3 separate regions of the Zea mays genome follow, and regions 2 and 3 are each linked to region 1. A link is a contact called in public Hi-C data. All regions are on one chromosome and are shown on one strand. The core of a region is the stretch at or near the end of the contact, and the rest is flanking DNA. Distances in the headings are between cores, read along the strand shown.

Region 1 (3,425 bases), core at 137-2,636:
GCAAAACCTGTTACAGAGAAATGAAACTTAAAGTGAGGAACCCTAAAAACATATGACAGAAGCAACAATATAATTCATAAACTCTAAACCCTAAACTCAAGAGAATTTGTACCTTCTCTGAAACATTGGCTCATTATACACTGGTCGTTCGACAAAATAGTCTTACATCAAACGATGAAAACCTTGAACTCTTATCGACGTATTGTTTGTCTACCCACGACGGAGCCACGATGTTGAGAGGACCCAACATCTTCTTGGTTCTCACGTAACGAGCCGAGCTCGGCTCGACTCGCCCATCTGGCAAGCTCGGAAAACGGCTCGTCGAGCCAACGAGCCTAGCCATAAATGTAAATCTGCTCTCTAAATTATAATATAAAATCTTAAAAATATTTTAAATAACATGATTTTATGTAACAAAATGTTGTTGGGTCGAGCCATGAGCCAGCTCGCGAGCTGCACCGAGCCGAGCTGGCTCACTCTTTTCACGAGCCACAAAAACAGGCTCGGTTCGGGCTCGTTCTGAGCGTCGAGCCGGTCCAAGCCGAGCCGAGCTGCTGCGAGCCCGAGCCAGCTCGAGCTTTTTTTCCAGCCCTACATGGAGGCACTAAGGAATTGTTGGTTGAAGTAATGGCGACGTCTGGTCCTAGTGCACATTGTGTTCTCCTCGATGAACTCGTTCATGTATGTTGCATAGGGTGGCAAAACAAAACTGAGATTGGAAACTGATGCAAGGAGATGGTATGAATAACAACAATGAAGTGAGACATGTGATGAATAAAGTCGTCTCCTAGCAGCTAGATCCATGGATTGGTAGCAGTGGGGAAGTGGAATGCGACACCCGAAGCCACTGCGTTGGGCAAGAACGAAGCTTCATACCTTCCGTCTCGCCGCCCGCCGCTGGTTCATACGATGGAGAAGAAGGAAGCTGCTGCCGTCGCCGATGGGGAAGAAGGAAGATGATGCTGGTTCATAGGCTGCAGCGGGAGACCGCCTGCGCGTATGGAAAGGGAGGTTGGGGACGGTGCGCTGCAGGAACTGCAGTGCGAGGCTGGGCGCGCTAGGGGAGGGAGAAGGGCACCAAAGGTTTCGTCGCTGCGGGAAATAAAGAAACAACGATTAGGGTCTAAGTAGCTCCGCAGATTTGCTCTTGTTTCAGGAGCACTTAAAAATTAAGAGCACATATCTGTTGGATATGTTTATTCGTGATATTATACCAGAAAAAGTTTTAGGAACACTAAATAGGAGATGTTGGAGATGCTTTTAAATAAGATCCTCATTGGTTACCTGCACCTGTAAATGATCCCATGGGGCCCTCCCCTCTGACCCATCAACTGCGAAAAGACTACTCACACACGTCAAACTGTCCCCCCCGACGCACCGCCCCCCGACGCAACCGCGTCCGCGTCGGACCACTGCCGCCGAAACCCTACACGCCCCCGCCACGCCGCGGCATGGCGGATCCGCCGCCCGTGGCCGCCTCCGCCTCGCCGGCGCAGCCCGACCAGCTCGCCGCCGCGGCCTCCGTGTCCACCCCGCAGAACCCCAACCCCCTCCTCTCCCCTCAAATTCCCCCGTCCCCGACCGTCTCCGACCTCTCCGCGCACATCTCGTCCCCGCAGCAGCTCGACCAGGCGGCTGCGGCAGCTGACGCTTCGGGCGGCGGAGGATCCATGGATTACCTCCCGCGCCCGCCGCAGCTGCAGGCGCCTTCGCCCACGCAGGCAGGGGTCGGCGCCGCGGGGTTTGCCCAGATCCCCCGCTCGGGGTCGACCTCACGCCTCTCCACGGCCACCCAGCTCCAGCAGTACGCGGCTAGGATGTACGGCGGGCAGATGAGCTTCTCGGGTGGCGGAGGGCTCGTGGGCCAGCAGCAGCTGGCGGGGCGCGCCCCCATGCTTGGGCAGGGCCAGCTGGGGATGCTGCAAGGCCAGGGTAACGCGGCATCTGCGGCACATTTTGGGCTTCAGTCGCAGATGTTGGCGCAGGTGAATTACTCAATTTGCAGGCTCGGGACCTCTCCAATTAAACATATTTTTATCTCCTCGTACATAGTGTTCACCATTACCGCCAAGGATAAAACGTCAGGGGTTTTAGGCTTCTGCTTTAGGTTTCTCATGCTATCGAAGCAATCTCAGGGTATGTTTGGTTCAGCTTGATGAAGAAAGTCAAATTCACTGTAAAAAATCTAGAATCCCTACCAAGAGGTATAGAAGATGAATAGATTCTGAAAAATCTATAGATTTATCTAGTTCAATCCAGAATCTCCTTCTACCTAGATTTTTTAGATTCATGTCATCCAATTTTTCAAAAATATTACCTAATTGTCCCTATTTATAGGACCAAATTATTATATTTTCTATTCAAAGGCCCCTGACGGCCTCACCTCACCTGACGACCGACAACATATAGAGTTGCCACCGCCTCCCTGCGCCTGACTCCAGAGGTCGGCGATGTGGCTTAGCCATCCCTAAACCACCGAACCTCTTTCTTGTCGACCCTTCAATGTTGCTCATCACCTAACGTCCATGCCGTCCGCTCCCTTTTCGATGTTCAGTGACTGTGAGGCTCCGTCCCCATGAAAGAAGATGACATAACACTTATCACTTTAGTTGTTATCATCTTCATACACGCTACTCGTGTAGGACACCATGTATGTGTTGGACTGGGGATGACTACAGTCGTGACGCTTGGACCTAGCACTACGGGCGTAGAGCTTCGTGGCATGGCACACCACTCCCTTGCCGGCAATAGCATGCTGTCGAATTGGCTCGTTCGAGAGGGTAGGAATTTACAGTTGAACCAAACACACCCTCAATAACTTCAGATATTAATTTGGTGGCTAGAGATTCCTTACCTTTTACTCTCTCCATTCAGGCTGGTTTTGATGGGTACAATCAGCTTTGTATTTTTATTGCTAGACACCGAGCCAAATGCTTGGACAGATGGAACCATGAAAGAATATACCATTTGTAGTAAAAGCTTATTAAGCAAAGTTGAATAGAGTTCCTTTACCCATCTGTGGTCAGTTAAAAGGAAATGAGTAGCGAATCCACATGATATCTAATTCTTTTTTTAGGGTATACTATCTAATTCTTTGAATGTTAGTTATTTATTCTTTGAGATCATGCCATTGACAAAGAAAAATACCGCCGATTCTTACTATTGAATGTGAAGGTGGACTGTGAAAGAATGTAAATTATATAAACTTGGTTATGATATCACTCTTAGCAATAATGTTCATTAGTAGACAGTTCTACTTGTGGTAGTAAATACTTATTTTACTGATAAAACTGGCACAATGAATGGATAGCCTGTCAAAAGGAATGATAATGTACCAAGTTTACCTTTGCAAATTTTGTTGTGGGAGGAAAGTTTTTCATTTCAAGGTAGCTACATCCAGCAGATCTTAAATTAATATATGTTGA
Region 2 (3,159 bases), core at 554-3,053, 140 kb after region 1:
CGTTCGTCTCTCTCGCCTCCCTTTTTTTCTTCCTCTGTGTTATGTCTCCGCTGTTGCGTGCGTGCTGTCCCCATGCCTTAGGAAGGCCATGGACGTCCCCCTTTTATAGATACAAGGAGATGGCCCAGCTGTACAATGGGGTGTGTAGCTATATGCTAACGTGGCTGGTAGGGAAGTGTCTTGAGCCCTGTACAGGTAATAACTTGGCCATCGGAGAAGTGTCTTGAGCCCTGTAGAAGCATAGCTGGCGGTGCGGCATGGATCTTGCTGATGTTTTCTTGCTTCCGTAGGGGGTTTGAGAGCACCCGACGTCATGGGCGCACGCGGGGAACCATCATTACCTGTTACCGGAGTAACTTTGATGGGACACCGATCTTGTTCCCTCGTAGCCTGAGGCGGCTAACCAGGGGTAGGGTCATGATGTATCCCCTGTAGCGTAGTTGATTCCGAGGCCGAGGTCGGGCGAGGCGACGACTCCTCCGAGGCCGAGGCTAAGGCCGAGGCCCAGGGTCGGGTGAGGCGGAGACCTTCTCCCGAGGCCGAGGCTGAGGCCGAGGCCTGGGGTCGGACGAGGCGGAGCTCCCTGTTGCGCCCGAGGCCGGACTCAGGGGAGGTCGTGACTTGCTGTTGTCAGTCTTTCCCTGGTGGCTGACACAGTTGCCGGAGCGGGGTGAACAACACTGTTTTCCTGTCAGAACGGTCAGTGAAGAGGCGAAGTGACTGCGGTCACTTCGACCTTGCCGACTGAGGCACACGTGTATGGATAAGATGCCAGACGATCCCCGCATTAAATGCGCATGCGATACGGTCGGTTAGTGAGGCGATTTGGCCGAGGCCGCTGCACGACAAAGTTCGCCCGAGCTAGGCTTCGGGCGAGCTGAGGGTGCGTCTGATGACTGAGGGGACCCTCGGTCGAGGCGTGAAACCGTCCGGGACTACTGTCCTTGCCCGAGGCTGGGCTCGGAGGAGGTCGCGTCCCTTGGTAGACGAGACCTACGTTTTATCAGTCGTTTATGGTTTGTTCTGAAGATGTTTTCCAGCGAGGTTAAGGAGTATTGGGGGTACCCCTAATTACGGTCCCCGACACAACTGTTTAGAACCTAGGCTCAGCTACAAAACGAAGAAGATAAAGACTATTAAGGAAGCGTGTCGACGTTTGAAGTCAGCGTCTCTTCATATTTTCGCTTAGTTTGGTTGGAGGTTTACGAATCGGATCACTGTTTTTGTTCTTTAGATGTTGTATGGGACTATGTTTTTTTATATATCTTTAGTCAATGTAGGCTGAGTGGTGTCTTGTCTCCTGTATGTGATGTAAGGTATTAGCTATAACCTACTAGTGAGAGAAAAGCAGGAACGTTTTTTTTCATGAGCAACTAGTGGCATCTCTAGCCAGCGGTCGGCAGCAATGGGCGTTGGAATTGTTATAAAATATAGTACAGTGATCAACTTCATCCAACCACTCATTGGTTGACAGTTATTATCTAAGGGTTACATCTTTTGGAGACCCTTTTGTACAGATGTATATAAAGAAGATCTCTGGTTACAGTTCTATTATTTCTCTCCCTCTCAACTGGTTTTACCACTGAGCACTACAAAATTTAACAGGAATCAACTGGAGCCTGCAGCATCGGCGCATCGACGCCAAGCTGGACGATGGCACAGTACGCCACGCTATTGCGTTGAGCAGCCTAGATACCTGTAGCGTTGCTGACAGTTGGGTCCACAAGAAAAAAAAGGTAAACTGCACTTGCCCAGTTTATCACTACTGCTCATCACCGGCCTGGCCTTCGGCGATCCCATATTCCCCTTCCGATCCCATCCCTTCCGCATCGTCCCCGAACGACGCAGACGGACGCAAGGCACGGCGCCGACATCTCCCCGTGGCCCGAGGGCCCAGACATGAAGGCCCTGGGCGCGCACGCCGCCGACCTGCTCCGAGGCCCGCACCTACTCCGCGCCGCCGTCTTCGCTTTCGCCGTTGCGCTCGCCTTCCTCGTTGGCTACCACTGGCCCAACGCCTCCCCGCGCCTTGTCTTCTTCTCGTCCGATGCCTCCTCGTCGTCGCCCAGGTCGTCCTCCCGCTCTCCTTCCGTCGTGCTCTCCCCTAACTCTAACGTCTCCTTCGACCCATCCCTGATCCCTACCCCCAGCACCCCGCCTGCTTCTTCTACTCCCAATGCCTGGTCCCCGCCCGCACTACCACCGCCGACATCGGCGCCGCCGCCTCCCCTCCCCCCTCCTCCACCACCAGCGCGCCTCGGCATCGTCGGCGAGGACGGCGCTATGCAGGACGACTTCGACATCGGCAACGTCGGCGCCAACGACACTGATCTGGCCACCGACGAGACCGCGCCGCAGGAGCCTAGCGACGTGGGCGCCAGCGGTGGACCACCTAGGGTGCGGATTGAGAGGTTCCCGGTCTGCCCCGAGAGCATGAGGGAGTACATACCCTGCCTCGACAACGAGGATGATATCAAGCGGCTGCCCTCGACGGAGCGCGGGGAGCGGTTTGAGCGGCACTGCCCTGCCAAGGACAAGGGTCTCAGCTGCCTCGTGCCGGCGCCCAACGGGTACAAGGCGCCCATCCCCTGGCCTCGGAGCAGAGACGAGGTTAGCATGTATTGGTGTTAGTCGTTGCCATTTCATAGCAACCCGTACGTAATGATAATTCAGTGTATACAATGATACTAAGTTAGACAAAGACAACTAATATGATAGGGCTAACCGTCCCGTCCACAGTCTATGCGGAAGTTGATTATTAAACCGTATTTTTAATTGCCATGTTTCTTCCAATTTTTTTTTTGCGACAGGGACTTAACTGTATTGTTGTGTTCTACTACTGTGATATGCATTGAATGCTAATCTTGTCAGCAACCTGAAATGTTAGTTGAAACGAACACATGATTTATGCTGACATTTGATGAACGCATAAGTATCAACCGTTCTATTTGGTCTGACTTGGCTGATTTTGCAGAAACCAAAAATTTGAAGTTAAAGACTTTCTAATATGTTATTTGATTGGATGCAGGTCTGGTTTAGCAACGTGCCTCACACAAGATTGATTGATGACAAAGGAGGACAGAATTGGATCACCAAGGTCAAAGATAAATTCAGATTTCCTGGAGGCGGAACTCAATTCATTCATGGAGCAAATCAATA
Region 3 (3,385 bases), core at 95-2,594, 190 kb after region 1:
TGGCCCGGCCCGGTTTTCTAATCGTGCCTGGCGGGCCGGGCCCAAAACGGGCCGGGCTTCACCGGGCTCGGGCCAGACCGGGCCGGGCCGCCCGTTTGGACATCTCTAACTCAGAGTTAGTCGTCGTTCAGATGGATTGACTTTTTTTAAGCCATAAATCAGGTTGACTTTTTTTTGACTAAATAAACAAGATCAATCCAAACAGATGGATTCCTCAATTTGATGACTATTTCAAAACTACGTAACAAGAGTTAAATACATGAACGACCTCTAAACTTCAAGGAATGCTACTTCATTGAACTTCGTAATAGTCCGTGTGATCTATAAATATACGTCTGATGTAACATTTTTACAAGTTAAAAATGTAAATGTGTGGTATAAGTTTAAAGTCCTAAAAATGCATTTTTAAAGTTCGTAGACCAAGTGACAATTGATTTGTTGTAAAAAGTTTTGATGTAATGACTCGGAAAATAAGAAGATGAAAATTTTGATTGGATTTGACCTAACATCTACATGTAACAAAGATTTAAGGAAAAAAAAGTCGATGAAAGCTCGGGATGGTACATGTTGCCCCCAAGCTGTCACCGTTTAGAGTATGGAGCCTCTTCTAAATGTCTTCTACAAAATTTGCAGCTATATAAGTTTGGAAAAGAGAGTTTAGAGGCAAAAGACAATGGGAGCCTCCTAGCGTATTTTTCTAAATTTAATCTACGCTATACAGTTTTGTGGTTTTCAGACTGTTCGAACTGATGTAGCTGCAATACAAAACATTATAGAAATAGTAGAAAATAGTACGGTTAAAATGTTTGCTGGAGGTCTCTCTTTTATTTCCCTCGAGAAATGGAACAATATTAACTAATGACAACTGCAGGCTTTATATTAGACTTGATTCTTAAGCAAAGCATGCACTTGCTTAGGTGCCTCTGTGCATATGCATGTATCCGACAGAAAGCTCGTTTTTCATGCCGATGTGCGTATCCAAAACGTGCAACCGAAAGCTCGTCGTCGTTGCGGCCACGTGCTCTGGTCTTCCAGAGGTTTAAGCGGAGACCAGAAGGCATGGCCGATAACAATACAGCATTTGAACGCAGCTACGCCCTAGCTAGCTAACTAGCTCCTGTGGATTCACTCACGAAGCAAGTGATGTCCACACGCATTCGGGTCTGAACGAACGCATGGCAGAACCTCCGAATTCCCGGCGTTCTTCCGGATAACGGTCAACGATAACCATGCGTGTTCTTGTTCCAGCATAACATATAGTTGTTTTCAATAAAGCAGGGCCGAAATAGGTATGGTCTAACGAAAACGAAAAGAAAGCAGGAGTAAAATCGGAAAGCCTATAAAATGAAATGAGATATCCTGCCGAAATCGGTACTCGTGAGTCCCGATCTAGGTTGTAGTGGTAGAAACTCTCAAACCCAGTGGGTTAAGCAACTTAACCTCGCACTGAGCCCGGACAAACAGATAACACGAGGTCGCTTAGTCTATCTCCAACTATTTCTCCTTCCAAATCCCCCTATTTATACCTTCTATTCATATTTAAATATCCCTTCCTCATCCATTCTTGATTCTTCCTCCTATTTTTTGTCCTCTCCAACCAATCCATCCATTCAACTTCCCTTCACTCTTTAACTGAATTATTTATCTTTTATATATCAGTTTTGGAATTTTAAAAAATAATACTATATTTGTAGTACTATAATACACATTGTTATATATTAATTATACTAAAAATATTGATTTTACAGTTAAAGCACTAATTAACGAAACGGGGAGATGTGCAGTGGAGCACGTGGTCACATGCGCTAGCCCGCACAATGGGCTCCGTTGGAGCGGCCAGCACTCCATTCCTACACCGGCCGAGGGACAGGAGGAGGAGGCCGGTGTGGTGTTGGAGACTATCTCCAGCAAATTTTATATCTCACTCTTTATTTTAAATTTTATTTTACAAATAATATAATATATAGTGTAAAATAATATTTTATACCGTCATTTGCACTATTGTTAGAGATGAACTTATCTCCACTCCCCACCCGACCCCGGAAATAAAGAAAGCTCACGCTTCAACCAACGCTGCGTGCGTCCCCTTCAGCTTCAGGTAAGCGCGCGCCTACCATTCGGACCAGGCATTCCCACGGGGCGACCGTGTCTTCCTCCTCGGTCACACACCATCGCCGTCGCCACCTCTATCTCCTTCTCCGTCTCTCTTATCTATTCTCTGCAGGGGCATCAGCAATAAGTTCGCGGTCGCCTTTCTCTCCTCTCTGCCCCAGGGCGAGAGACCTAAGCCAGAACAGCACTACCACCACCGCCGGTATATAAAGAGGCTCCCTTCGTCACCCGTACCGGATTACCAACCCAACCGAACCTGTACCGGGCGGCGGGCGCAAAACCGCGTGGAGCACCAGCGAGGCATCGGCCGACAGCGTTGAAGCTCTACCTAGCGGGATGTATTTCTTCATGTCTGGTAGTATAACAAGCCACTGAGGAGAGCGGGCACGGAGCTTCGATCGAGCAGTGGCGTTGCAGCACCTGAGCGAGAAAGTGAGCTGAGGCTGGGAGAGGGAGGGAGGGGTCATCACAGTTCATCCATGGTTGTGCTTGTCCAGAAGCCGTGGCTGCCCATCGACCTGCGTCTGCCGGCAGGGCCGCAGGCGTCGCTGGGCATCCTGGCGTTCGAGGCGGCGGCGGCCATGTCCAGGCTGCTGTCGCTGCACCGGTCATTGTCGGACCAGGAGGTCTCCCGGCTGCGCTCCGACGTCATGCGCTCGCCGGCCGTGGCGTACCTCAACTCCACCGACCAGGCGTTGCTCCTCAAGCTGGCCTGCGCCGAGTTGGTCGTGTCGCTGGACGCCGCGGCCGCCGCCGTCGCACGCCTCGGCCTGCGGTGCGGCCTCGACTTTGGCGGCGTGTACGCCTGCCTCAAGGCCGGCGCCCCCGATGCGCGTCTTGATCCGCTCGTGGCCAAGGGGCTCAGGGTCAAGGCCAAGAAGATGGAGCGCCTCGTCGCCGCCACGGCCAAGCTCTGCTCCGAGATGGAGGCGCTCGACGAACTGGAGTCCGCCGAGCGGAAGATGAGCGTCCAGGGCTGGAGCCGCCTCAGCGGCCCCATCCCGCAGCAGCCACAGGCGGCGGCCCAGCAGCAGCAACTGTTGGCCAAGGATTCACCCGGCGCGGAGTCGCTTCGGCAGGAGCTCAAGACGCAGCAACTCAAGGTGAAGCGCCTCAAGGAGGAGTCCCTGTGGAACGAGAGCTACAAGAAGGCCGTGGGGCTCATGGCGCGCGCCGCCTGCGCGGTGTTCGTACGCATCTGCTCCATCTTCGGCCCATTCGTCCCCGGCCTCCCGCCGCCGCTGCCGTCGGCCACCACGGACAGCGTCCAGAC

What was found. A called contact is a pair of places that touch in the nucleus more often than the background predicts.
Region 2: a Hi-C map of tassel shows a contact between it and region 1, with 2.7 times the contacts expected there. The contact joins the promoter of LOC100281537 here to the promoter of LOC100275267 in region 1. A contact is called at or near these places in 3 of 25 Hi-C or Micro-C datasets (ear, endosperm and tassel).
Region 3: a Hi-C map of bundle sheath shows a contact between it and region 1, with 2.5 times the contacts expected there. The contact joins the promoter of LOC103636505 here to the promoter of LOC100275267 in region 1. A contact is called at or near these places in 4 of 25 Hi-C or Micro-C datasets (bundle sheath, ear, leaf mesophyll and 1 more).

Annotation. Positions count from the first base shown.
Region 1 is chr8:174,816,263-174,819,687 of Zm-B73-REFERENCE-NAM-5.0, forward strand. It overlaps LOC100275267, which reads left to right and starts at 1,387. Exons shown (of 8, transcript NM_001350150.1): 1 at 1,387-1,985. The coding sequence starts at 1,452.
Region 2 is chr8:174,959,328-174,962,486 of Zm-B73-REFERENCE-NAM-5.0, forward strand. It overlaps LOC100281537, which reads left to right and starts at 1,804. Exons shown (of 9, transcript NM_001394733.1): 1 at 1,804-2,610; 2 at 3,029-3,159. The coding sequence starts at 1,900. It also overlaps the pseudogene LOC109941674.
Region 3 is chr8:175,009,263-175,012,647 of Zm-B73-REFERENCE-NAM-5.0, forward strand. LOC103636505 reads left to right here and starts at 1,345. Exons shown (of 1, transcript XM_008658847.4): 1 at 1,345-3,385. The coding sequence starts at 2,592.